Linked DNA regions of Mus musculus: regions 1, 2, 4, 5, 6 and 7 are each linked to region 3. A link is a contact called in public Hi-C, HiChIP or PLAC-seq, Micro-C and promoter capture Hi-C data. All regions are on one chromosome and are shown on one strand. Each heading gives the region's core, a stretch centred on a gene start, on an enhancer-like site or on the middle of the called end of the contact. The rest is flanking DNA. Distances are from core to core; before and after follow the strand shown.

Region 1 (3,601 bases), core at 495-2,994, 370 kb before region 3:
CAGGGACTAGTTAAGTCTTCAGGTGGACAGTGGCGGAGAGTTTCCATTGTGAACGGAAAGAAAGGTGCTCAGAGTGCCCTTCGAAGATAGGGCACAGGGCCCGCAGGTCAAGTGTCCCCTCACTGGCAGACTGGCCGCTAAGACCGTGAAGGAACTCTGCAGTGTCCGGGTGAAAACACACCCAGACTACTGCTCGGCCTGGTCGGAACCATCACGCAGGGCGTAGAGATACATTAATGACCGTTTTGGATTAGTTAAAGCCCACACAAGCACCTCCCTGGCCTCTTAAATCTTCCCAAACTACAGTTTAGACTGGAGGGAAGCAGTTGCAGGGACCATAAAAGTCATCTTAAAAGGCAAGTTGAAAAAAAAAAAAAAAAAAGAAAGAAAACCAACAACCCGCTACGCACGAGTTAGCAAGTCCGCAGCTGGGGCGGAGGGGTGGGGGGTAGCACCGAGGCCGGCTCGGTGGGGTCTGAGAGTCGTGGAGGGAAGACCACCCGATTCGGGGGGCTCCTCCGTCTGACGCCGACGATCACGCCCCACAGCTCCGTCCAATTAGGAAAATGACCGCGAGGAGAGGGAGAGGGGGCGGCGAGGAAGGGAGGCCGAGCCACGGGAGGCTCGAGATCTGCCGTGGGGATCTGCCCACCGGTTCCCGGCCCGGGGGGTGCGCCTTCAACAGGTCGGAGACGGGGCCACCGAGGTGGGCCGGGGTCCCGCGCTGGTGACGCCCGCTGCCCTCGAGGGGCGCCCGGCACGCCAGCTGCGCGCTGAGCCCTAGCCACCCTGCCGGCCGGGCCGCGCGGCCACCCCACCCGCTCCCGGAGTAAAAAGTTTGTGGGCAGCCGCAGGGGCGGGGCGGCGAAGGGTGAAACTTTGAGTCCCGGGCCGGGTGCGGGGGGAGCATCCCCGAGCGCCGCGACACCCACGTGCGGGCCGGAGACCGCCGCCGCCGCCTCCCCGGCCTCCCACGCTACCGCCGCGCTTTCCTTTCATTTTGCTGCTTCTCTGCCTGTGCCTCTCTCTCTCTCTCTCTCTCTCTCTCTCTCTCTCTCTCTCTCTCTCTCTCTCTCTCTCTCTCTCTCTCTCTCTCTCTCTCTCTCTCTCTCTCTCTCTCTCTCTCTCTCTCTCTCTCTCTCTCTCTCTCTCTCTCTCTCTCTCTCTCTCTCTCTCTCTCTCTCTCTCCTCTCTCTCTCTCTCTGTCTCTCTCTCTCCTCTCTCCTTCCCTTCCCCCTCTCCTCCCTCCTCCTCCCCCCCTCCAGACGCCATCTCTCTCTCTTTCCCCTTCTCTCGCTCCAGCTCTCCGGCATGAGGGAATGTGGAAGTGAAAGGAAAAGACGACATGTTTGCCTGCGCGCCGCCGTCCCCGGGGAGAGGCGGGGGGCGGGTCGACCGCGGCCGCAGCGACCCACCCCCGCGCCCCCCAGCCACCCCGCCGCGGGCCGCCCGGGGGCTGGCGGGGCCGCGGGCTCGCGGGACACTCACCCTGGGTCCGGGCGCGGCTCCTCGCGCTGGGGGCCCTCGGCTGGCCGGGCCGGGCGGGCCGGGGGCTCCTGCTGCCCACCGCCCGGGTTGCAGCTGCGCGCCGCCTCCACGCGCGCCCGCCCTGCTCTGCCACCCTCCCTCCGGCTCCTCTCTTTCTCCCCCCCTCTCTCTCTCCCTCCTGCTCTCTCTCGCGCTCGCTCGCTCTCTCGCTCGCGCTCTCTCCCTCCCTGGAAGAAGGGAATGAGGCAGGGCTGACGTGAAGGGATGCTAAACAGCTCCTCCTAAGCCTGCTCGCAGAGGAAGAGAGACAGAAAAGCAGCCCTTTTATCTCTCTTTTGTTTTCTCACTTCCTTCCACCCCCCCAGCACCCCCCTCTCCTCGGCCCAAGTTTTCTTTTTCTCTTTCTACCGCAGAGAGGATTTTTCTTCTTTTCTTTCTTTCTCTCGCTGCAACTCTCCTACTCGAATTGCAAGCCTGGAGGCTTCTCTTTTTTTTCTTCCCCTTCCCTCTTTTCTTCCTCCTTCCTCCTTTATTTCTCTAAAAGGGTTTTGTTTGCTGTGGGAGTTTCGTTTGAAAATCGAGTCACGCCTTTTTCCTTCTTTTCTTTCGCCCTCTCCCTCTTTTTTTTCCCCTCCTCTCAGCAGAAAAGGGGAACAAAGATTAACAAGCGGGGGAGAAGGGAGCGTCAGAACCTCGCATGGAAATGGGGGGGCTGTCCCTGCCAGGCACAAAGGGGGCTCCAGAGAGCAGCCCCCAGGAAGTCTGGGGTGCCCTATCCCAAATAAGAGCTAATGGGGGTTGGGGTCGGGGGAGCCCGAGTGGCCAGTCCTTCCGAATACGGGTTAGGGCTCAACCTGCCCCCTCCCCAGTCAGGGGTGGAAGCTGGGGGTGCTCTTCACTTAATATATTTTTTAAGTGGGCAGATGGGACTTAGAGCAAACGTCGCCGCAGAGCCCTCAACAGTAAAGAGCCTTTAAACAGCTGTTCGCAGAGCCCTGGACGGTCAGACTCGAGGGAACGGCCCCGGCTGCTATCACCGGGACCCGGGTGCGAATGGGGTTCAGAGGAGTTCGGGGTCCCTCGCATCCTCCCCAAGCCCAGGGCCTAGGCTCGACCCCGGGGTGCACTGCTGGAGGGCGCCGAGGCGTGGTCGTTCGCTGAGGTCTGGGCCCTTGTGGCTCCCCGCGGGGCCCGGGGTTCGGCATAGCCTGGCCTCCTCCCAGCTCTGGGACAGGCCGGACACCCCGCCTCCAACCTCCCGGACACCCGCCACTCAAGAGCTGCGCCGCTCGACTCCGACGCATGGGCGGGTACGGAGCCCGCGGACAGAGCGGGGCAGTGTCGCCACCAAGGGTCAATTATTCATGGGGCGCCTGGGCGTGCTCCCAAGACCAGCTCTGTCTTCGGCTTCTCCAGAGGAGTGGAGACAACACGGGGGAAAAGTTCCCAGAGCAAAGTTGGCCACATTTCTTATTTTCCCAAGTAAGTATTGAGCACCTGCTGGATGCCTGGCCCTTGGACTGGGGCTGCAGCTGGGCGAGAAACGTGAGGTCTCGGCGGGCCCAGACAAAGCGAGGGAAGCTGTGGCTCCGGACCAGGTCACCGAGCTGAAGGGAAGCCTGGATCCTCTCCCCTCCCTGCGCTCTTCCTTCCCCTTCCCTCCTTCCTCCGGGCTGCATCTCCTTGGCTCCACCCCTTCTCATCAATTCCTCCCACACTTCCCTGCTCTCCCTGGCTTTTCACTGGAGGGTCCCTTCTCCCAGCGAGGAGCAGATGCAGAGCCCCATTGTCTCTCCCCCAATGACTGCAGCCTCCCAGGGATAGGACCAGCCACTCCTTCCCCTCCCCCCAGCCCAAAGGCCTGGGTCTTTAATGACAGGAGCCCCAAGGCCACTGCCCCTCGCCCCACCCTACACCAGCTCACGGAGCTGTGAGCAATGACTCCAGTCACTCAGAACATGATTTATTTCTGGCAAGGAGTGAGAAAACAGAAGCCAGAGAGTTTGGTTCAGCAAGAAGGACCCCGTGATTTCAGGCTCAGCACACTGGGTCTCTAGTGACCTCAGCACCTTCACCAGCCAACAGGGAATGCTGGAAGCCACAGTTCTGTCAT
Region 2 (3,209 bases), core at 693-3,192, 260 kb before region 3:
TTCCTGTATCTACTTCTTTAAACAAAAAAGGTTTGGTTTTTGTTTTTTTTTTTGTTTTTTTTTTTGTTTAGATTTATTAGTGTGTGTGTATGGAGGTCAGAGGACAATAAGTTTGCCCTCTGATCATGTGGGTTCTGGGAATCCAGATCAGGTCATCAGGATTGGCAGCAAGCATCTTCACCTGCTGAGACAGCTCACTGGCCCCTGCGTCTTTTTCTTTTGTTACTCCCATTGAAGGATGGCTTCTAGCTTTTGCCTTTCTCCTGCCTCTGTCTCCTGAGTATCGCAGGTATGTGCTGGCATACCAGCTATAGTGCTGGAGACAGAATCCAGGGTTTTGTGTAAGCGCTCTGCCACCTGTGCTACATCTCGAGCTGTATCATTATCATACACATTTATTGCTATTAATGTTGTGTGTGAACATGAGTGCACACGTGCCACAGCAATGAGAGACAAATTTTGGAAGCCAGCTCTCTCCTCTCTTGGGTTCTGGGCATTGAATTCAGTTTGCCAGGCTTAAAGGGCAAGTGAGTTTGCCTGTGGAGCCATCTCCCAGGTCCTTACTCTGTTTTTTCCTTACCTCTTTAATCCACTGTGGCCCTAACATATATGAAAGTATGAAAAAACTAAGCTGCTTTTTCTTCAAAGTGTTAATCAGTTATCTCAATAGCACTTGTGGAATTCCTTCCTACAGCCAAACTATGATAGCCCCTACATCATATATTAAAATTATTTCATGCCAAGGGCTTGGAAAGACTACATCTCTTCCAAACGACTGGAGTTGCTCCCAGCATTCACTTCAGCTGCTTATAAACTCCAGCTCTAAGGTGGCCTCTTCTAGTCTCTGAGGGCACCTGAAGCAACATTTGGACATATACACATACAACATAATTAAAATTAAATCTTTAAAATTGTTTACCACAGACTATTGTGTTATAGTTCAATAATACTTCACCTTTTAATTATGATTTGAGGCTTGTGAGGTAAAGGCACTGCCAAGTCTGATGGCTTACATTAGATCTTTTACACAGCAAGAGAGAACTGACTCCCCAAATTGTCCTCTGATTTCCACACATGCACCGTTGCAGGCGCGTGGGTCCTCTCCAAAAAAATCCATATAAATGTAACTTTAAAACATACTTCAAATTATCCTGCTTGGTTTGATTGGTGGGCAAAGCTGGTTCCTTCTTGCTACTCTGTTTTAGAATTGTCTTTGACATTTCCGTCCAACATTTGAATCATTTTGTCCCACTTCAATGCAATAGTCATTTGAATTTTTATTTACTAAAATCCCAGGGATGTATGTGGTGGTGCAGGCTTTTAATCCCAGCATTTAGGGTCACAGAGGCAGGCGAATCTCTGAGTTCAAAGCCAGGCAGGGCGACACAGTGAGACTCCGTTTCAAAGAAAGATAACATATAAACAAACAAACGAATAACTAAATGAATAAATAAATGAGAAAAGGTGTTACCAGTTTGAGACCAACCGTTCCGTTTATGTGGGATTGGATGAGAGATCCCGTATGATGTCAACTTTCACCATCTAAAGGAGAGAATGACCGTTTGACTGGCAGACTTTTGCCTAATTCACTGCAACATAAAAGCCTAGCTTTTGCTAGTCCAAGGTTAGAAGAAGAAACACAAACACCTACTGGTCCCTCAAACTGGCGCGGCTGCTGGCAGGAATTGCCAGTCTCGATGCTTGCTGCCGACACGGTTGGCTCCAGGATGGAACCAGAATGAGGGGCTCAGTCCCAGCCAGGCTTGGATTCGTTCCCAGGCTGGCCAAGGCGACCGTGCTCCTGGGCTTCTACAGCCGTGCTCCCCAGGAAAGCGCGCCGACCTCTCAGGGTGCCAGAGCGGCAGGACACTTTAGTGCTCGGTGCCCAGGGGTACCGAGACTAAGTTTCCGGGAGCAGCTTTCAGCGGGACACCAACAGGAAGTGTTCGTGTTGTGCCGGAAGAAGGTGCGTTCTTGGAGCAGGTGGTACCGAGAGAAGCGGGACCGGCAAAGATGATTCAGGCGATTCTGGTTTTCAACAACCATGGAAAACCGCGGCTGGTCCGCTTCTACCAGCGTTTTGTGAGTGCAGCCCCACCAACCATGCCCCTGCGGAGCACCAGAGCCATCCCTTCCCCACGGCCCGCAGCCGCGCTCAGCAGCATCTCCTGCTCTGGCACCGTGCATGACCCACCCCCCTGCTCCTCCCTCATCCTTCCTGGATCTTGGCTTTTCTGTGTTTTGTGACACTTTCCCTTGGGTCTTAGGGACAGACTCAGTACACAGTGTGCCGCATTGAGATATTGGGTGACAGCCTCTGTCTTTAGTTTTTTGTTTCTGTATTTGTTTTGTTTTTTAAATTGATGAGCGTAGTTTTGTGATGATCTGGTCGTTGGGTTCTTTTACGTTTATTTTTTCTCAAGGGCATGGAGAGAAGTTCTTTCGTGGAATCACTTGCTTCAGCATTGGCTGGCACTTATCAGGGTTGGGATACTTTTTATCCTGTAAGGTTGCAGAAAGTCTCTTTTAAAATTAGGGGGAAATGAGCTATTTTTACAAGATGCCAGTTGTAGTGGTGCACACCTCAAAGCTCAGAACTCGGGAGATGGAGGCGAGAGGATCAGGACTTCAAAGTTATCCTCAGATACACAGCTAGTTCTAAGCCAGCTTGAGCTACACCAGACCGCATCTTAAGAAATCATATAATTAAACAAATAAACAAATGCCATCATGGAATGCCTCAGCAATGTTCGTGCACATTTGAATTTTCTGGAAACATTTCCTTTGGGGAAACGCAGATGCCGTTCTTTGCCTTCTGTACCCCAATATTTTATTCGTGGTTAGGTTTCAAAATATCCTCCTGAGAGACTGGTTCTGTCTGAGAGGGAATAAAATCAGAAGACTTTCAGGCTTCAGCCCCACCTTTTGTACACGTTAAGAAATGTCTTGCCGGGCGGTTCTGGCACACACCTTTAATCCCAGCACTTGGGAGGCAGAGGCAGGTGGATTTCTGAGTTCGAGGCTAGCCTGGTCTACACAGTGAGTTCCAGGACAGCCAGGGCTTTAGAGAGAAACCTTGTTTTGAAAAACAAACAAACAAACAGAAATGTCTCTGGGTCTTTTATTCCTTTTTTCATCATAAATGAAAAGTATTTGCTTTTTAAAATAGGATTTTCCAACTACGTTTTTAAATAGAACACTGAATACAA
Region 3 (3,343 bases), core at 242-2,741:
TTTTTTTTTTTGAAACAAGATCTAGCAGCCCTGGCTAGCCCTGCACTGTGACAGTCCTGCCTCAGCTTTCCATGGACAGTCATTGAGGTGGTGTTTTTAGAATAAATGGAAGATGACAGGTGTGTCTGGTGTGTCCAACTGGAACACAATAGAGAAAGAGCACAGGCCACAACAACAAAGGGGTTTGCTTTTGTTTTGGAGATGGGGCCTCTCTGCATAGACCTGGATGGAGGCTAGAACTAGAGAGAGACCTGCCTCTCTGCCTCCTGAGGGCTGGGGCGTCATCAGGCCGGGCCAACAACAAAGGTTAAGAGAGGTTTCTACTGCCTCAGAGGGAGAGGATTAGAGGTCCAGGAAGACACAGCAGCACTAGACAAAACAAGCGGCCAAGTCCTGTAGCCTGGCTGAACCAGGCTTCCACCATGCTGGAATACAAGTGCTGTGTAGCAAAACTAAGGACGCAAAAGCACCCAGGTACCAAAGCGCAGAGGCTCTTCCACACTCGGATTTAATAGGTACCCAGAATCTACCCATTTTGTTGGAGGAACGCTGTCCTTTGCGACCCGCAAGGGTTTCCCTCGGAAGGCACACGGGGTTCATTCTGGGTCTGTGGCACTTTACGGAGCCTGACAAGTTCAGCTGTCGGGGAGTTGCGGACCGGATCCAGACTGCTTCTCACCTTACCTTAGATCGCTCGGTGGTGTCCACCCAGTACAAGGTGATATTTCGGGCGATCATAACCTCTTGGACTCTCTTGGGCAACACCTTCTCCATCACCTGCTTGGGGGTGAGCGGCACGCGTTGAGCCTGTGCCTCGCACCCGGACACGAACTGAAGCAGCTCCCTCTGCGAGTGAGGACAGGGCGCCAGGAGGAAGACGGCGTTCCCAAAGCCCCCGAGCGCGGCCTGGGCCTCCCTGGCCTCGCCGTCGGCGTCCAGCAGCCTCCTGCCGCTACTCCGCAGGATCGGCTTGGTGGGCGACGTGATCTCCGGCCGGTCCCACTGGTAGTCGAGCAGCGTCTCCATCAGGGCACCGTGCGTGTGGGTGGCTCTGGGCGTCGGGCCCGGCAGGTGAGCTCCGGGAGGGCGATCCCCCAGCCTGGCCTCCAGCTCCTCCTCGAAGTCCTCCCAGGAGCGGCTCCCCAGCTCGCGGAAGTCGGACACGCGGGAGGGCCGGCTCCGTGCCCCCTGAGAGTCGAAGAACTTGAAGGTCCAGTGGACCCTGGCAAGGCCGAAGCGGCAGCTCAGGTAAGTGAGGAGCCGGAGGGCGGCGCGTCGGGCCGGGCTATGAGGAGCAGAGACGCCCGCTGTGTCCACCAGCAGCATCACTTTGTGACAGCAGGCCATCTCGGCCGCCACGGGACTCCCTCTGCCCGGCCGCGCGTGGCCCTTCCTGAGGTAAAGCACTCTCTTCAGAGAACCAGCGCCATTGCCCGCTTCTCTGAGGCCCTGCTCCGAAGGCTCCCGCGCTCTCCGACAGCTGCAGCTATTGGAGGAGCTGGTACCCAAACTCGGCTCCTATTGGCTGCAGGCTGAACGTAAGTTACGTAAGCACTTCCCTCTTTAACCCTAACTGGAAGGCGTGTGGAAGACCTCCGCTTGATTGGTGGAGGGTGTGGCGGTGGGCGGGGCGCTGAGTTCCGGGAGAAATGTAGTTCTCATTGGCCTGAGCCTTCGTTTTAAAATTTAAAGAGGCGGTACTTCGGGGGCGTGGCGGTGGGCGCGGAAGCCTTCGTTTGGGCTACTGTGCGCAGATGTGAGTGTGAGTGTGAGTGTGAGTGTGTGAGTGTGAGTGTGTGAGTGTGAGTGTGAGTGAGTGTGTGTGTGTGTGTGTGTGTGTGTGTGTGTGTGTGTGTGTGTGTCTGTACACGCGCGCGCGTACGTGAGTGTGTGTGTCGCCTGCGGAAGGCGGGGCGTGTTTACTAGAACCCTGAAGCCTGGGATGTGCACAGTGAGGGGTTTAGGATGCTTGAGTCAAGTTCACTTTAGACTACTCTTAAGTCTTTTAGCCTATGACGGAGGGCTTAATTTTTTTTTTCTGTAAAAGACGAAAGGAACATTTCATAATCCTCAAACTCGAGGGACGGAGGTAGGAGGATCGCAGGTTCCAAGCCAGCAGGGGCTACTTAGCAAGGCTGGAGCATAGTGGAAGGACCTCGGATACTCTATTGTAAAGGTCTGGAAGGCAGGGAAGTGTTTTCGGGAAGAAAGAGAAGTGACAGAAGAGCAATACGGGTCCTAGGTAGGAAAATGTAATATAAAGATACCTAATCAGACGTCTGCAGAGCACCTGGGGAGGCTGTTTTACAAACTAAGGAGTGAACACACCAGAGAGTACGCAAGCCAGTCCAATGGGTGCAGAAAAAAACACTAGAACGTCCGATTTCCAGCACCCGCCTTCTTACAGCTCATCCATTCAGTAGATTAGTGTTTTCTGAAGTCTTGGTTTTGTTTTACTTGTTTTTGTTGTGTGTTTGTTTTTGTGACTTTCTTTTATATTCCAAATTGGCCTCAAACTGTACCTTGTACTTCTCTGATCATCCTGCCTCCACCTTCCTAGTTCTGGGACTGTAGACATGCCCCTGCACCAAACGCAGTTTATGGGGTATTGGGGATCAAACCCAAGACTTCCTGAATGCTGGACAGTCAAGCACTGAACCAACATCTCCAACACTCATTCGTGTCTTCCTCCTCCCCCCTCCCGCTTTCTTTTTAACTTTATTGTATATGGGGGCAGGGAGGTGTTGCTAGGGATGGAACTCCCAGCCTGGCATGTTGTTAGCAAGTATGCTCCCTCTTGGTCTCATCTCTGGCCAGTGGATTTTTTTTTGTGTGTGTGTGTGTGTATGGGCGTTTTGCACATGTGCATGCCTGTGCTCAGAGATCAGAATAGGGTGTTGGATCCCCTGGAACTGGAGTTGCAGCTGATTGTGAGTCAGCCTTGCATGATGGGAATCGAACCCAGATCTTCTGGAGGTGCAGCAAATGCTTTAATCCACTGAGCCATCTCTTCAGCCCCTCATATGTGTTTCCTATTGGTACCACAGTAAGAGGATTTGGGATTATCTGATTGAGTTTTAACTTAAATGACTTAAAAAAAAAAGGACATGTGGCCTTATGAAAGTAAGTAAGCCACATATTATTAATGTTCCTAATATAATTATAAATCAATATATAAAAATAATGGAGACGACACCATTTCTAGAATGATAGCTTGCCAGCCATATTTTGAAATAAAAAGAACAATCTAATCAAATCTTACACTTAAGTTGTCTAGATAAATCTTGGAATTAATGAGGATTATTAGATTTCTGTTGTCAGTATTCTATTTTTAATAAAAGGC
Region 4 (3,199 bases), core at 612-3,111, 300 kb after region 3:
ATTACAGTTTTTGTTTGTAATGATCTTTGTTTACCACCACAGATTCCAAAAGTAACGTTGAGAACAGAAAACAATCAAGGACGCCATTGTTTAGTATAATTTCTTAATAAAGGTAAATATCCTCATATTTAGAAAAAATTGCATTGCTCATTGCAAGTCCGAAACACCTGCTGCTGGAAGAGTCAGAAGACCCAGCAGCACAGGGGCTTTTAGAGCACAAACTCCAAAATACAGTATTTCCAGGGCAGCCTCTGGAGTTCCGTGAAACCCAGAGAGAACAAAACAAAACTCATCAGAATCAGGAATGTGAAAGTGATGGTTCTCAAAAAAAAAAAAAAAAAAAAAAAAAAAAATCAATCTGGAAGCAGAATCTGCCAACGTAAGACAGTGGTCGGTTGGAGTCTACCTGGGAAAAGGAGGGAGGTGAGCTGGCCCCTCCCCCACCCCAGCCCTGGTCAATAAGGCAGCGGCAGTGGGGGAAAAGTTGCAAACTCAGGTATAGTGAAGGTCTGCCTGAGGCTGCGGGAGAGAGCCAGGTCACCTGGAATGGGTGTGGAGAGGTAACAGGGCACTACATGGATTTGTGCTTTAGGAAAACTAAAGAGGCCAGAATGAAGACCAAAGCGAGCCCAGCTCCTATCACCAGGAACCAGGTTCCCTCAGGAGAGCAGCCTGGGAGAGTGGCGGTTGGCCCTGGGGACCGAGGAGGTCAGCAATGATTTCAGGTGATGTTGACTGCTCTGTGTCTGTGGTCTGGGGGGCAGAATGCCCACCGAGACTAAGGGTGATCCTATAGGCGCTAGAAATGGACTGTCCCCAATTTATGGCAACAGAAGATTACTTGGCTAATGGGGACCAGTTATAGATTTCCTAATTGACAGGAGTCTAGTAAAAAGTTGTGAATTTTCTGAACCTCGCCATGTCAGTCTTAATCTACCAATTAGAAATTGATTTCAGCTTCTTTATTAGGCATTGGTGAAAGCTCTACCTATGTATACGCTAGGAAAAAAACAGCTGGAAAACATGGCAGACAGACTCTTCCAAAGGAGACAGCTGTCTGTGTTCTGGGTGTCTGGGGATAGTTGGCAAGCTGTACTCTGTAGCCTGTTGCTAAGGACCACTTCAGGAGGATGCTGGGCTGTAGCACCTGGAGGCAGCAAGGCCAGCAGAGCAGCCTTTGCTCTGGATGCTGTTGGGGTTCCTTAGCCAGCAGGGGCCTGCTCCTGTGTCCTTAGCTATAAACATAGTTTGGGAAAATTGACCCCAGGCAGAGGGGACAACTGTCCTTTGCTTAGCTAACAGGTGGAAGAAACTTGGCCCTCAATGGCTTGGTCTCTAAATGCCAAGCAGGCCCCTTTTGGAAGCATTTGAGTGATCTAATGTGGCTTTGAAAGAGAGTAAGGCCAAGACGACGGGTGGGTGGAGGGGCTTAGATCCAGATCACTCATGTTGTTGGGGTGAGAGGTGGGGGTGATGTCATAGGAGCCTCCAGGCCACCTGAGGAAATTCTCTGGTTTGGCTGTGGCTTTGCTTCAGACTTTCATAGGAGAAGAGTTTGAATTCTTAGGCCACAATGTTGTCATACCAGGGGATTTTCTAGAGGCAAGTTAAGGCTTTGTGGGTAAAGAAAACAATTCCAGATGATACTGTGACAGGATGCTGAGGTGACATGCTTCCTAAGAACTCTCTCATGTGCCTAAAGGAAGAAAACCCAGGGGTTCCTTCAACTCCACAAGTCCTGTCTCCACACCCCCACACCCACTTCCTCCTTCTTTTAAAACTGTCACTCAAGTCAGGATCAAGGCCACAGGAAAAGAAAAGCCTCTCACATCTCTAACACCTGCTTCCGGGGCAAACATAAACACGTGCTCTGTATCTCCGGACCTGGCAAACTCTATCTCAAGTCAGCCACTTACAAAGAGGGCTCTCATCCGGATGCCAGCCAGATAAGCTCAGCCACCCAGAAGGTTCAGCTGAGCCAGAGCGAGCCTGCCCAGGAAGGACCTCTGGCTTGGCAACCATCCACCCTTAGCCTGGTCACACTGAAGACCGAGGCACTCTCCTCATTACTGTGGCTCTCACCCGCTACAGTCACAAGACTACCCTCAGAATAGCAAGGAAACGGTCATGACGGTCAAGACTAGGAAGAGAGGCCAGAGACGGGGTTTTGGATGTTGCCTCGTGTCCTAACTAGGAAAAGTTGAATGCACACGCGCCTTCTCTCTCTTAAGATGAAGATGAGCTTAGGGGTCAGGGTTCACTCCCTTCTACGTGCAACTTCAGACACACTTAACAATGATGGAGAGAATGATTCACAAGTGAGTGAAGCAGCCTCAGAGATGCTATAGAACAAGGTAACAGGTTCAAGAGAGGTGAAGTGACTTGCCCGTGTGTCCGGCATGAGTCAGAGCCAGTGGGGGTGAGCAACCAGGTCTCCTGACGCTGGTTCTGTAACACCATGTGAATAAAGGAAGACACCCTTAGAGGAATGTTTCAGTAGATCCCAAGGTTCCCTGTGAGTGTAGGATACCACAGGCGTGAGAGGGATACACTGACACGTTTTCCACCTTCACTCTGCTCTGGCATGGAAGACACAAAGTTGGTGCAGGAAAGAACGGGCGTTCAAGTCTGCAAGCTTCCCTGCTAACTAGGCAGTCTTGATCATCATTTTGATGCTAGGTAATCCTAATTTGACTGAAGTCCATGGTTTCCAATTATTTGGGAAGCAGGGAGTACAACTGGAATAATATAGGTGCACTCCGCACTTGGGTCTTAATGTTATTCCAGCCACAGAATTGTCTACATCTATGTAATTTATATCCTTGATTTAAAAACAGAATACTCTCTAAACGCTAGAGCGAGGCAGCCCAGAGGAAGGAAAGCAGCCGACCTACATAGAGGGCTGTCCTCCCATTCATTAGGCAAAGCTGGCACCTCCACAGTCATGCCTCTGTACTCTCATTCAGGGCCAAACAAGAATTTTCCTGTCCGACTGCCACGGTCACGGTCTCATTTCCATGTCTGAGAGCCCAAAACTTAAATAAAGAGCCTCAGTTGATTTCATGTGAAGCAAAATGGAATGCCAGTGCCATTCAGAGTGACACACTAAGGAGGCTTCAGCTGGTACACGTCCCCTCCCCCAGCCCCAGGGAGGGCCTGGATCTCTAGGCGTATGGCAGCTCCACCTCTCCCCAGTGGG
Region 5 (3,530 bases), core at 630-3,129, 510 kb after region 3:
TGCTCTGTGTTCCCATTTCACTCCCCTGATTCAAATACTGTTATTAAAATACTTATGTGTAAATGGATTGTGTACACAGGATTTAAAAAAAAAAAAAAGAATCCATGGCCTGCTGTTACTAGAGACAAGCCCCTCCTTTTCAGGCTCTGATTTCTTTCCTCTGTCAGCTCTGTAATACTCATTTTCTTTCAGTCCAGGTGCTTTCCAGGGACAAGGCTGTTTCTTATACTTGTCACCAAGATCTTATAGCTCACAAATCCTAAAACTTTGTATAGTCACCACCACCACCACCACCACCACCACCACCACCACCACCACCACCACCACCATCATCACCATCATCTTGCAGTTATCATTTTGAGGCTTTGGGTCTTACATAGCTGAAGCTCAGTTTCCAACTCCTTGTCTAGCTGAGGACAACCTTGAATTCCTGGTCCAACTTCCCCACTTCCCACGTGTTGAGATTACAGGCCAGAAGCTTTTAAACAACTTTATCATATTATCATTATTACCATCATTATCATTAGTGTGTATGTGTGTGGTCACACATGTGACACTGGGTGGGTGCGTGGGTCAGAGGTCAGCTTTGTGGACTTGGGCTCTCTGCTTCTGTCTGCCTTCCTGATCGATTTGTGGGGATTGAGTTGAGGTAGCCGCACTCGCTCAGCAAATGCTTTACCCACTGAGCCATTTCTTTAGCCAGATCTATCTATCTTTCTATCTTTCTTTCTTTCTTTCTTTCTTTCTTTCTTTCTTTCTTTCTTTCTTTCTTTCTTTCTTTCCTTCTTTCCTTCTCTCTCTCTCTCTCTCTCTCTCTCTCTCTCTCTCTTTTTGTGATAGAATCTCATTCTGGTGGTTAGGGTAGCTGAAGATTCACCATGTTGTTCAAGCTAGCCTTGGACTTCCTTTAATAATCCAGTGTGCTGGCATTATAGGCTTGAACCACCACAGTGGCCAAAATCCTAAAATATTTCTAATTTGGGACTTTTACACAAGTTTGCCAATTCCTTTTTTTTTTTTTTTTTTTTTTGGCCTTTTCATGGTTTCTAAAGACGTTATGTCATCCTGTAGTGTCATTTTGCACAGATGTCTATCTAATGGAATGGTTGTGCATCTCTAAGCATTACTGCTAGGTCTTAAGGCGTTGATATGTGACATTTTGAAAGACATTACCAAATAAAGAAGCTGAGCTGGCGTATACTCTGTCCAAGGTCCGCGTGCCTCAGCCTGTTTGCCCCACAGCCTCTGCTGTTAACAGCCTGACACTTGCCGATCTGATAAAGGAGGAAACACTGTACTCATTGTAGCCTGAATTTGCTGTTCTCTGATTACAGATAAGAATTAGCATTTAAACTCTAAACAGTTATTTTTAATTAACTAAACAACAAATAATCAATAAACTCACACATTTAGGAAACAGGGTCCCATTCTATAGCCCAGACTAGTCTGGAACTCAATATGGATGGAGCCCACTCTGGGGATCCGATCTGGAACTGTCTGATCCTCCTGATTCAGCTTCCTAACAGTTGGGAGTACAAGCGTGAGCCACCACCACTCCTGGATTATTTTATTTTATTTATCTTTGCTGGGTTGGGGATCGAATCTAGGGTCTCCAGCATGCTTAGGAAAGCACTCCATTATCCAGCCACTTGTTAAAATTCCTCCTGAGCAATTTCCCCCTGTCCAGTCTATTCAGGAAGCCGGGGCCTGGCCTCAGGCTGAGGACTGGCAGCGGCATCAGGGCGTGGCTCGCCGGGAGGCTGAGGCACTGGACCCCCCACTTCAGCCCTCCCTCTTCCCACTGTGGTCTCGGAGCTCCGCCCAGAGTCCGCCCGGGGCTGTACGGGGCGGAGCCCTTGGGCCAGTGGGCGGAGCTGAGGCGCCTGATTTATTCCGGAGTGAGAGGAGCGGACGCAGGAACTCTCGAGTCCCAGCATCAGAGCGCGTGGACCTTTTCCCGCGTCCCGCAGCATGCAGGTCTCCCGTGTGCTGGCCGCGCTGTGCGGCATGCTACTCTGCGCCTCTGGCCTCTTCGCCGCGTCTGGTGAGTCCCTCTGGCCTCGCCCCTGTTCTGCCCGCCGCTCGGAAGTTCTCAGCGACGCCCTCCCTCTACTCCTACTGTTGACAAACTTGAGCAGAGCCTGGAGGGGGACGCTCAGGGGTAGGAGAGGCGAACGTGCCTCTGTGCTCTCTGCCCTGGGGCCTTGGGGCTGTGATAAGTAGCTTTTGCACTGAGTGGTGACCCTGGACACCCGGTGACAGCCTGGCCTCCCCCCCCCCCCGGCCCCCTCAGGGATGTGACTTACACATAACAAAGGAATCCGCTGCGTCGTGCCTCTTTCTTTTTTACCGCGTCTGTAAAGTGAGGCCACCGAACTGTGTCTGCTTTCCAATCCAAACAATTTGGGAGAGTCTAGGACTCTTGTGCGGGTACAACTCAAGCTAACGTTACCTGAAACTCTGTCCTGAACCCGCCTGGTTAGAGAATCCAATGAACTTTTGTGTCCCACTTGTTGGTGTTTGATCAGATAAGGGAAGGAATGACAGAGGGGTCAGTGCGAGAGACTGGCTTGTAGGTGGGGCTGGTCTGGAACTTAGAAAAGGGCTTCCTGCCCCCGGCTGACCTTGGCCAGCTGCTTTATCTCCCCTAACCCTTCTCCTCCTCCTCCTCCTCCTCCTCCTCCTCCTCCTCTGCTCTGAGGTCCCCAGTAGACGTCTGGGCTTCTTGCGGGATGCTGCTGGAGAGAGTTCATCATGAAAAAGCAGTGCCCACGTGGGGCAGCCCCTAAATCCTTTCTCATAGAAACGGGACTGGCGGCGGGACTGGAGTGATCACAGGCAGGAGAGATCACAGCTGTGTTCTGTCGCCCAGCACAGGATCTGACCTCGGGGTTGGAGCTGAAGGCATTGGGTGCCCCAAGCTTCCACGACCTGGAAACTCCTGGTCTGTCCACTCAGCTGGAAAGATGCTTGGGTCTCCTCTGACCCTTTCCACCCCTCCTCTTTGCCCCCCCCCCCCCAACCTGCACCCTGGCCAAATGTTCCTGGAGACACTTCCCAGAGAAGGACCCTGAAATCCCATAGGATTTTTAGAGGAGCTGGCCTCTCCTGGTCTCATATGCAGGTGGCCAGCCTCAGTCCCAACGCCACTGCTTCTGGCCACCTTCCACTTTCTGATTTCCTCTCTGAACCCTTGGTTTGGTTCCTGGTGCAGGTGTAGGGAAGGCTGAAAGCGGGGCCCTTGTTGGTATTGGGTGCCTAGGCCTTGGCCTATCCAGAACCTCCACGTGAGGCTGTGACTGTGCCCTTCCAGGTCAGAAGGGATTAACCTGCTATTTAAAGCAAGTGACTAATAGTTCTGCCACAGCGCCTTAGGGCTCTTGCTGAGGTGAAGCTGTGTGGGCTGGTGCTCATTAATGGTGTTGCCTGCCTCCAGCTTGGGAACCTGAGCTCCCGGGGGAGGTGGGGGTAGGGGAGGGGGCTTGAGCTTTCTGGAGGGCCTTGGGTGGGCAGCTGTGGGGAGGAGAAGA
Region 6 (3,195 bases), core at 564-3,063, 270 kb after region 3:
AGCTCCAGGACAGCCAGGGCTACCACATGTGTGCATGCGCATGCGCGCTTGTACACACGTACACACGTACACGTACACACACACACACACACACACACACGCACACAAGCTCAGAGTCCTGGGACAGGAGAGATGGCTCAGTACTGAGCCTTCCCTGCTATCCCAGAGTTGCTGAATTCCATGCCTAGCACCACATCAGATGGCTCACAACTGCATGGCACTCTCTTCTGGCCGCAGAGAGCAGGTCCTGCAGGGTCTAAGCCCTCGCTTAACTTCCTTCATCACTCTATTCTTTCTTTTTAATGTTAAATAAGGAATTAGAAAAAAAAAATCAGATAGTGGAATCAACCAGACCCAAAGTCTACAAACGCAGCGAGCTTCTCCACAGCTCTAAGCCACTCTGAAGCTGGGGTGCTTCATGCTGGGTTTCACTCCTTCTCTACCAAGGATGTTCTTATGCACGTAACCACCACCCAAGCCGGAGGTCGTGAAAAGGTACACAGAGCTAATTCTGTTTCTGATTTTATCACTCTTCTAAGAACAATAAATTGTTTTCTGTCCTTCAAATCCCCAACACCCTTATAAACGATTTCTCATCTGAAACAAAGATACCCATCCTTGCTCTCAATTTCTACAAAGTCTTCAGACCTCGGCTCAACTCACTCTCTCTCAGATGCTCCGGTGTTACCTCCTCTACAAACACCAGTGAAATTCCTTCCACAATGTCACTAACTTTTTAAACAATTTTATTTGATGTATGAGTGCTCTGCTGCATATACATCCCCCTGCCTGAAGAGGGCATCAGATCCTCCTATAGATGGTTGTGAGCCACCAGGTGGTTGTCGGGAATTGAACTCAGGACCTCTGGAAGAACAGTCAATGCTCTTAACTGCTGGGACATCTCACCAGCCCCCCTCCCTCCCCCGGCAAGTTCTAATATTACATTTTAAATTAATGGCTAGGTCCCCCACTGGTCTACAGTTCCATGAGTATTTCCAGTTTGGTTTATCGTTATCTTGAGCACAGTAACAAGCTTATATTAAGGACATAAGAAATATCTGATGTGGGCCAGAGGGCGTAACTCTGCCGGTAGAACTGCCTAGCAGGCCTGCCGCCCTGGGCTGGATGACGTCATAACCCTAGACTTGTATACACCTAGCATGTTGATGCTCTCCTGTAATCCCAGCACTCAGGTGGAAACATGACCAGGCACACTCTGTAGCCAATATAAGACACTGACTCAAAAACAAAACTAAAAGGAAACAGAAACTATAAAATAAGGCAGCTAATGTAGATTTTACTACCTTAACTTCTATATACGGTGCCGAAAATATACTAAGTGCTTATAGTGGTGGCTGGGTGATTGCTTTGTATATTAAAATAAACGCTATGTAAATGGAGAAATTAAATAAAACATCTGGTGGGGTCGTTAGCTTTTGGAGCTCCGTTCTGCTCGACAGTGCACGTCTTGAGTATCCTGCCTATCCTATGCGAAGTCAATGGCCTCTCTTCCCACTGGCACTGGGCTCCACGCGCGAAACCCGGCTGCGGGACCCTCCAGAAGCAGGCGCTGACACTGCAGGGCAGGGCCAATAGGGAGGGCAGAACGGAGCGAGCCTCGCAAAAACCCGCCAAAGCTGATGTCCCCGACCCCTGCGCAGAAACCAGGCACGGCGGGACGCCACGTCGCAAGGGGACCCTGCCTGTCCTCACCGTCCCACTTCCTCCCTCCTTGTAAGCACAGACCCTGAACAGTCACCTCAACCTCAGCTCGGGATCCTTCCAAAATTCCCGCTCTACTCCACGCAGCCGCACTTCCGTTGCCCAGAGCAACAGGTCCCGCCCCCGAGGTGCACTTCCGACTTCCTAACTCTGTAGGGCGTACCATTTTAGATGACAAAGTGGGGGAATCTTTGCGGAGATGATGGCCCAAATTCGCGGGAGAGGGAGGTGCAACCGGCTCACACGCTTTGGGGGGAACCTCAGAGTAGCATGCGCGTTATGGTATGGCCGGGTTAAGCTTTCTTAGAGCTCTGTAGTTGAAGTCAGTGCAGAAGAGATTGAACCAATTGATGGAGGGTCAGGTCTTTTGCATCGGAAGCACCTCGCGCGCGCCCGCATGAGTGAGTGAGTGAGTGAGTGAGTGAGTGAGTGAGTGAGTGAGTGAGTGAGTGAGTGAGTGAGTGAGTGAGAGTGAGTGTGAGTGTGAGTGTGTGTGTCCGTCCGTCCCAGAAGCAGTGAATGTTCAATACATTCGTAAATAACCACCTGAGTGCACCGTCAAGATCAATGAAGCAGTGGACCGAAATTCTACTTTAGATTGAGGGTGCAGCTTGTGCACAGTGCCCAGAATCAACAAGCTCCTGGCTAGCTAAGCATGTGAAGGTGCTTAGGATGGTAGAGGAGAAGCAGAGGCATTACTATTTAGTGAAGCAAAGGATTCCTCTCGGGAATCACTCTTCTACATTTAGGTCTCCACACTGAAATATGAGAAGTTGTTAAAAACCAGCAGCTGAGGGTGAGGGCGATCCCTGAGGGGAATCCTTTACTTCACTAAAGAAACAGATGGCTTCATCCCATCTTCCCACAAAACCTTCCTTCCAAACTCCTTCTAGTTCCAAACTCCTTCTAGGACTGCACCATTCAGCTGTAAATCTGTTAACAATCTATACAGATTAAATAAGCATTCCATGTGTGCATCTAATAACACTTATTAAATTGTTTGTATGAATGTCTACCCCGATACATGAATAACATAGTACCTGTTTTTAATTTATTTTATTTATTAATTTTTGGTTTTTGTTTTGTTTTGAGACAGGGTTTCTCTGTATATCCCTAGCTGTCCTGGAATTCAATTTGTAGATCAGACTGGCCTCGAACTCAGAAATCCACCTGCCACTGCCTCCCAATGGTGGGTTTAAAGGCATGTGCCACCATTGCCTGGCTACCTGTTTTTTTATTAACATTAACTTTTTTTTGTTGTTGTTGTTTTTTTTTTTTTTTGGTTTTTTGAGACAGGGTTTCTCTGTATAGCTCTGGTTGTCCTGGAACTCACTTTGTAGACCAGGCTGGCCTCGAACTCAGAAATCCGCCTGCCTCTGCCTCCCGAGTGCTGGGATTAAAGGCGTGCGCCACCACGCCCGGCAACATTAACTTTTTGCTTATGTTTTCTTAGTCAGGATCCCACTTAGCCCA
Region 7 (3,195 bases), core at 439-2,938, 390 kb after region 3:
ACTGATACAGAGAAGTTGGATAACTTGCCCCAAGTCACACAGCTAGGAAGAGGCAGAACGAAGATTTAAACCCAAGCACTTAGATGCCAAAGTCTGAGCTTCTACCCCCTCTGGACTCATCTAGAACTTCAAGAATGAGAACTCTGCCGGAAGTAGAATTCAAATCATGTCCTGCCTAGACCTAGGGTTCAAGGGATGGAACAACTCTTAGTCCTGACCCTGTGATGACCAGCCAGCTGTGACTACCCCAGGCCTTAGGTTTCTTCATCCGTACAATAAGGGGGAAGAGTTAGATGAGCATCAGCCTTTTGGCTTCTAAATATCATGCTGACCGCCAGCAGCGTGGACTGAGCTGCTTTTGGCTGCCTACCCGGACAAAGCTTCATTTATCTTCACCTGGGTAAAGCGGGTTATAATTATTTCTTCTGCTTCCCGACCTTCAGAGGATTATGTCCTTCCTAGTCAAGCAAATGAGGGGAGGCAGTGAGGAGGGGAAATGCATTCTGCTTAGTGTGACTGTAACCCAATGGTCCTTGAAAAGCTCTGGGCACAGATCATGTTGACTCTGCCAATCCTGCAATCTCTCCCAAGCCTGTTCTTGGAACCTGCCTCTGGGCCAGGTAAAACTTGACCAGCTGGAGGTGAGGGCACCACAAAAGAGGAACCAGAAAGTGGAACCCCCAACTGCGCACTTAAGGTGAACCACTTGATTAACTCAGCATTCAATATAATCTATTCCATTTGTACGCAGGCATGCACACATGCATTTGAGAGCTAAGACCTCAAAAAAGATCATTATGGGTGTATTCAACATCCCCTTGGAATCTAGCCAACTCCGGTAAGTCCCATCCTCGATACAGTCAATAAATGTTGTTCAGAGTGCATGGGTGGATGGAGAAGGGCCTCACAGATGGCTCATACAATTCTCCCCTTCCTAAGCATCCCAGACAGGTGGCTATCATCTGGCCTCTGGCTAGGCACTTCCAAGGTCGATGCTCTGGCTGCTCGGCCTGGCAGGCAGCCCGGGGCGCTGCTGGACAGATCTTGTGGGGAAAGCCCACGAAGCACCTAGAACAGTTGCCCCACAAGCTCAATAAAGTGCGCCTCCAAGTAGGTCAAAAATTGCTTCCCTACAACTTGAACCCATCGGTCGTAGGTGAGCCCCGGGATCCCAAAATGCATCGGCCCATCGAAAGGGCTTGTAGTCAGGCCCTTTCAGGTTTCCAGCATCCTGCACTCTCTACCCTGAGTCTGGCCGGCCAGATACCTCCCCCAGGACCAAGACTTCAGCATTGATCAGAGCGAGGGATGGCAGCCAGGAGGCCTCCGTCGGCCTTGTCCCCAACCTCGGTTCCTCGAGCAGGAGAGGACAAAGGACCTTTAGGAAGGCGTATCCCACCAATGGGTTGGGCTGCCCCGTCATCAGACAAGCTGGCCCTCTAGATCCCCGCAGTGCCAGGTGACAGTCCCCCAAACAGTCCCCACGGATCCGGAGCACTCAAGCTGCGGCGCGATGGGCCGAGCCACGCTGGGGACCGGGTAACTCGGGGTTCTGGCCCGACGCATCCAAGGCGCGATCCCTGTTTGGTGGAACTCGCCCAGCCGAGGTCTTACCTTCTCTCATTGACTCCAGCAGTCCAACCCGCCCGGAGTCCGGTTCCCGCAGCTCCGCAGCTGCCGGCTGCGCTCATAGAAATACAGCCGGAACCCCTGGCCAGCGCAGCTCCCGCCGCTACCGGCCCCGCCCAGGCAACTGCCGCCACGCCCCTGACGACCGCCTCTGCTACGCCCCCAAGCAAGGCTCTCCCAGTGTCCATTGGATCACCCAGCCGCCACTCTATTTGTTCATCGCGCTTGTTGCGTCTATATGGTGGCCCATTGGTCAGTAGGACTGCTCCTCAAGGTGGAGGCGGAGATTCTTAGCGGGCAATTCTCCTATAATTGGTTACTTTTGATGTCTTTAGCCAGTGGGCCTAGATGCTATTGGGTAAGGTCCTCCCCGAGGGGCGGGATAAGGGGAGCCGGCTAAAGGATGGGTTATGTTTGATGGTTGATGATACGGAGTAGAGGAGAGGGCCTATTGTGATGGCTTTCTGAGTTCTGGGGCAGAAAGGTCCGGAGTCTTATAGAGATGAACTGGGGAAAGAGATAGCCCAGCCGTGGGGTTCTCAGCACTGGTGTGCCCAGGAAGATGAACCTGTAGCTCAGGACGTAGGTGTTTGAAGTGTGGAGTCCTAACTTAGTAGAGCAGAGGTGGTGAGTCACTAAACCAGAAAGCAAGAGGTGGAGGCGACAAAGAGGTGGAGGCAGCAGCCTTTGACCTCTTTCAGCTAGGGAAGTGGGTGGGAACATGCAGGACTTTATGGACCTGTTACAGTCCCTATGATCTTTCAGCTTTTAACCAGCCCTTGTGGTTGGAGGCCACTTGGAAGAAGTGACCTTTGAAGTCAGACTGCAGTCTTGGCCGTGCCTTTTAGCCTTTTAGAGTTCTCACTGACTATATTTGGTAAGTGCTGGTTGCTGATAGAAGATCAGTACAGTGCGTGGTGTTCCACGGGCGTTTATCAAGACTAGCTATTCATCACTCACCCTCTCCATCCATGCACCTAGACTGGGTTCTACCATTCTGTGAACCTGAGGCTCTGTTCGCAACGGCACGTGCCTGATGGAGAGAATACTGACAACCCGAAAGGGAGCTCCAGTGAGGCAGCCACCGACACACTGCCAAGGCACGCAGTGTGGCTCCAAGAGAAGAGGCAGGAGACAGAAGGAACACATAGCCAGAGGAAGGAATTTAGATTTGAAGCAATGTTAAATTTTCTCTTAATACATTTCCGGACCCCGACAAGGAAAGCATGAGCCAACTCAAGGAGGAGGAGCCAGCACCGGTCTCCTGTTTGTTATTCCAGCAGGAAGCTGAGGCAGGAGGATTGCTTTACTTTGAAGCTACATAATGAGTCCTCCTCTGTCACAATGAGGCCTTGTCACAAACAAACAAAGCAATGTGAGCAAGTAGCAGCCTTTGAAGGCTACTTAGTGCGGATCCAGAAGTCCCTCTAAAATATCCCTCAGACTCCCCCATTTCTCATTTTGAAGGTATGGGACACCCCAGAGTGTGGACGGAAAGACTCTTGGAACTGCATTGAACCCCAGACCTTTCAAAGCACCCATAACTGTGGGACAGTAGAGAGGAGG

Evidence for each region. Promoter capture Hi-C pulls out the DNA fragments that hold promoters and counts their contacts. A called contact is a pair of places that touch in the nucleus more often than the background predicts. HiChIP or PLAC-seq counts read pairs in DNA pulled down with a chosen protein or histone mark. Capture Hi-C pulls out chosen DNA fragments and counts their contacts.
Region 1: a contact with region 3 is called in a Micro-C map of embryonic stem cells, with 2.1 times the contacts expected there. The contact joins the promoter of Zfp710 here to the promoter of Ticrr in region 3. A contact is called at or near these places in 3 of 484 Hi-C or Micro-C datasets (all in embryonic stem cells) and 3 of 115 datasets of contacts at active chromatin or transcription factors (the SCID.adh cell line and embryonic stem cells).
Region 2: a promoter capture Hi-C map of pancreatic islet shows a contact between it and region 3. The contact joins the promoter of 5430400D12Rik here to the promoter of Ticrr in region 3. A contact is called at or near these places in 3 of 484 Hi-C or Micro-C datasets (the G1E-ER4 cell line, adipose-derived mesenchymal stem cells and cortical neurons), 1 of 115 datasets of contacts at active chromatin or transcription factors (embryonic stem cells) and 2 of 9 other capture datasets (adipose tissue and pancreatic islet).
Region 4: a contact with region 3 is called in an H3K4me3 HiChIP or PLAC-seq map of embryonic forebrain, with 3 times the contacts expected there. The contact joins the enhancer-like site here to the promoter of Ticrr in region 3. A contact is called at or near these places in 4 of 39 promoter capture datasets (the HPC-7 cell line, embryonic stem cells, hippocampal neurons and 1 more), 3 of 484 Hi-C or Micro-C datasets (the G1E-ER4 cell line, the HPC-7 cell line and palatal mesenchyme) and 5 of 115 datasets of contacts at active chromatin or transcription factors (embryonic forebrain, embryonic stem cells, memory CD8 T cells and 1 more).
Region 5: a promoter capture Hi-C map of pre-B cells shows a contact between it and region 3. The contact joins the promoter of Mfge8 here to the promoter of Ticrr in region 3. A contact is called at or near these places in 5 of 39 promoter capture datasets (the HPC-7 cell line, liver, pre-B cells and 1 more), 3 of 484 Hi-C or Micro-C datasets (Sertoli cells, embryonic stem cells and natural killer cells) and 1 of 115 datasets of contacts at active chromatin or transcription factors (embryonic stem cells).
Region 6: a contact with region 3 is called in a Micro-C map of embryonic stem cells, with 3 times the contacts expected there. The contact joins the promoter of Fanci here to the promoter of Ticrr in region 3. A contact is called at or near these places in 5 of 39 promoter capture datasets (the C10 cell line, embryonic stem cells, fetal liver and 2 more), 7 of 484 Hi-C or Micro-C datasets (the G1E-ER4 cell line, LSK cells, embryonic stem cells and 1 more), 12 of 115 datasets of contacts at active chromatin or transcription factors (the SCID.adh cell line, astrocytes, embryonic stem cells and 3 more) and 2 of 9 other capture datasets (adipose tissue and liver).
Region 7: a Hi-C map of erythroblasts shows a contact between it and region 3, with 2.3 times the contacts expected there. The contact joins the promoter of Abhd2 here to the promoter of Ticrr in region 3. A contact is called at or near these places in 3 of 39 promoter capture datasets (liver, pre-B cells and stem cell-derived epiblast-like cells), 3 of 484 Hi-C or Micro-C datasets (CD4 T cells, CD8 T cells and erythroblasts) and 3 of 115 datasets of contacts at active chromatin or transcription factors (bone marrow-derived macrophages, memory CD8 T cells and pancreatic cancer cells).

The regions. Positions count from the first base shown.
Region 1 is chr7:80,024,371-80,027,971 of GRCm38.p6, reverse strand. It overlaps Zfp710 (zinc finger protein 710), which reads right to left and starts at 1,744. Exons shown (of 5, transcript NM_175433.5): 1 at 1,489-1,744.
Region 2 is chr7:79,919,382-79,922,590 of GRCm38.p6, reverse strand. 5430400D12Rik (a long non-coding RNA gene) reads right to left here and starts at 1,942. Exons shown (of 2, transcript XR_003946805.1): 1 at 1,652-1,942; 2 at 1-1,542. It overlaps Ap3s2 (adaptor-related protein complex 3, sigma 2 subunit), which reads left to right and starts at 1,951. Exons shown (of 6, transcript NM_009682.3): 1 at 1,951-2,082. The coding sequence starts at 2,014.
Region 3 is chr7:79,658,344-79,661,686 of GRCm38.p6, reverse strand. It overlaps Ticrr (TOPBP1-interacting checkpoint and replication regulator), which reads right to left and starts at 1,491. Exons shown (of 22, transcript NM_029835.1): 1 at 685-1,491. The coding sequence starts at 1,347.
Region 4 is chr7:79,362,248-79,365,446 of GRCm38.p6, reverse strand. No RefSeq gene overlaps it. Among named protein-coding and RNA genes, the nearest start is that of Gm24224, 10 kb to the right of the region's middle. Within about 2 kb of position 1,861, at least 137 of the 459 cell types and tissues checked have an H3K27ac peak or open chromatin away from gene starts, as enhancers often do. A contact at or near this core is called in the G1E-ER4 cell line, the HPC-7 cell line, embryonic forebrain and 2 more, where this site is marked.
Region 5 is chr7:79,147,409-79,150,938 of GRCm38.p6, reverse strand. It overlaps Mfge8 (milk fat globule-EGF factor 8 protein), which reads left to right and starts at 1,879. Exons shown (of 9, transcript NM_001045489.1): 1 at 1,879-2,044. The coding sequence starts at 1,972.
Region 6 is chr7:79,390,956-79,394,150 of GRCm38.p6, reverse strand. Fanci (Fanconi anemia, complementation group I) reads right to left here and starts at 1,813. Exons shown (of 38, transcript NM_145946.2): 1 at 1,760-1,813. It also overlaps a transcript of Rlbp1 not described here.
Region 7 is chr7:79,271,759-79,274,953 of GRCm38.p6, reverse strand. It overlaps Abhd2 (abhydrolase domain containing 2), which reads right to left and starts at 1,688. Exons shown (of 11, transcript NM_018811.6): 1 at 1,615-1,688. Gm31510 (predicted gene, 31510) reads left to right here and starts at 1,925. Exons shown (of 2, transcript NR_169073.1): 1 at 1,925-1,987; 2 at 3,097-3,195.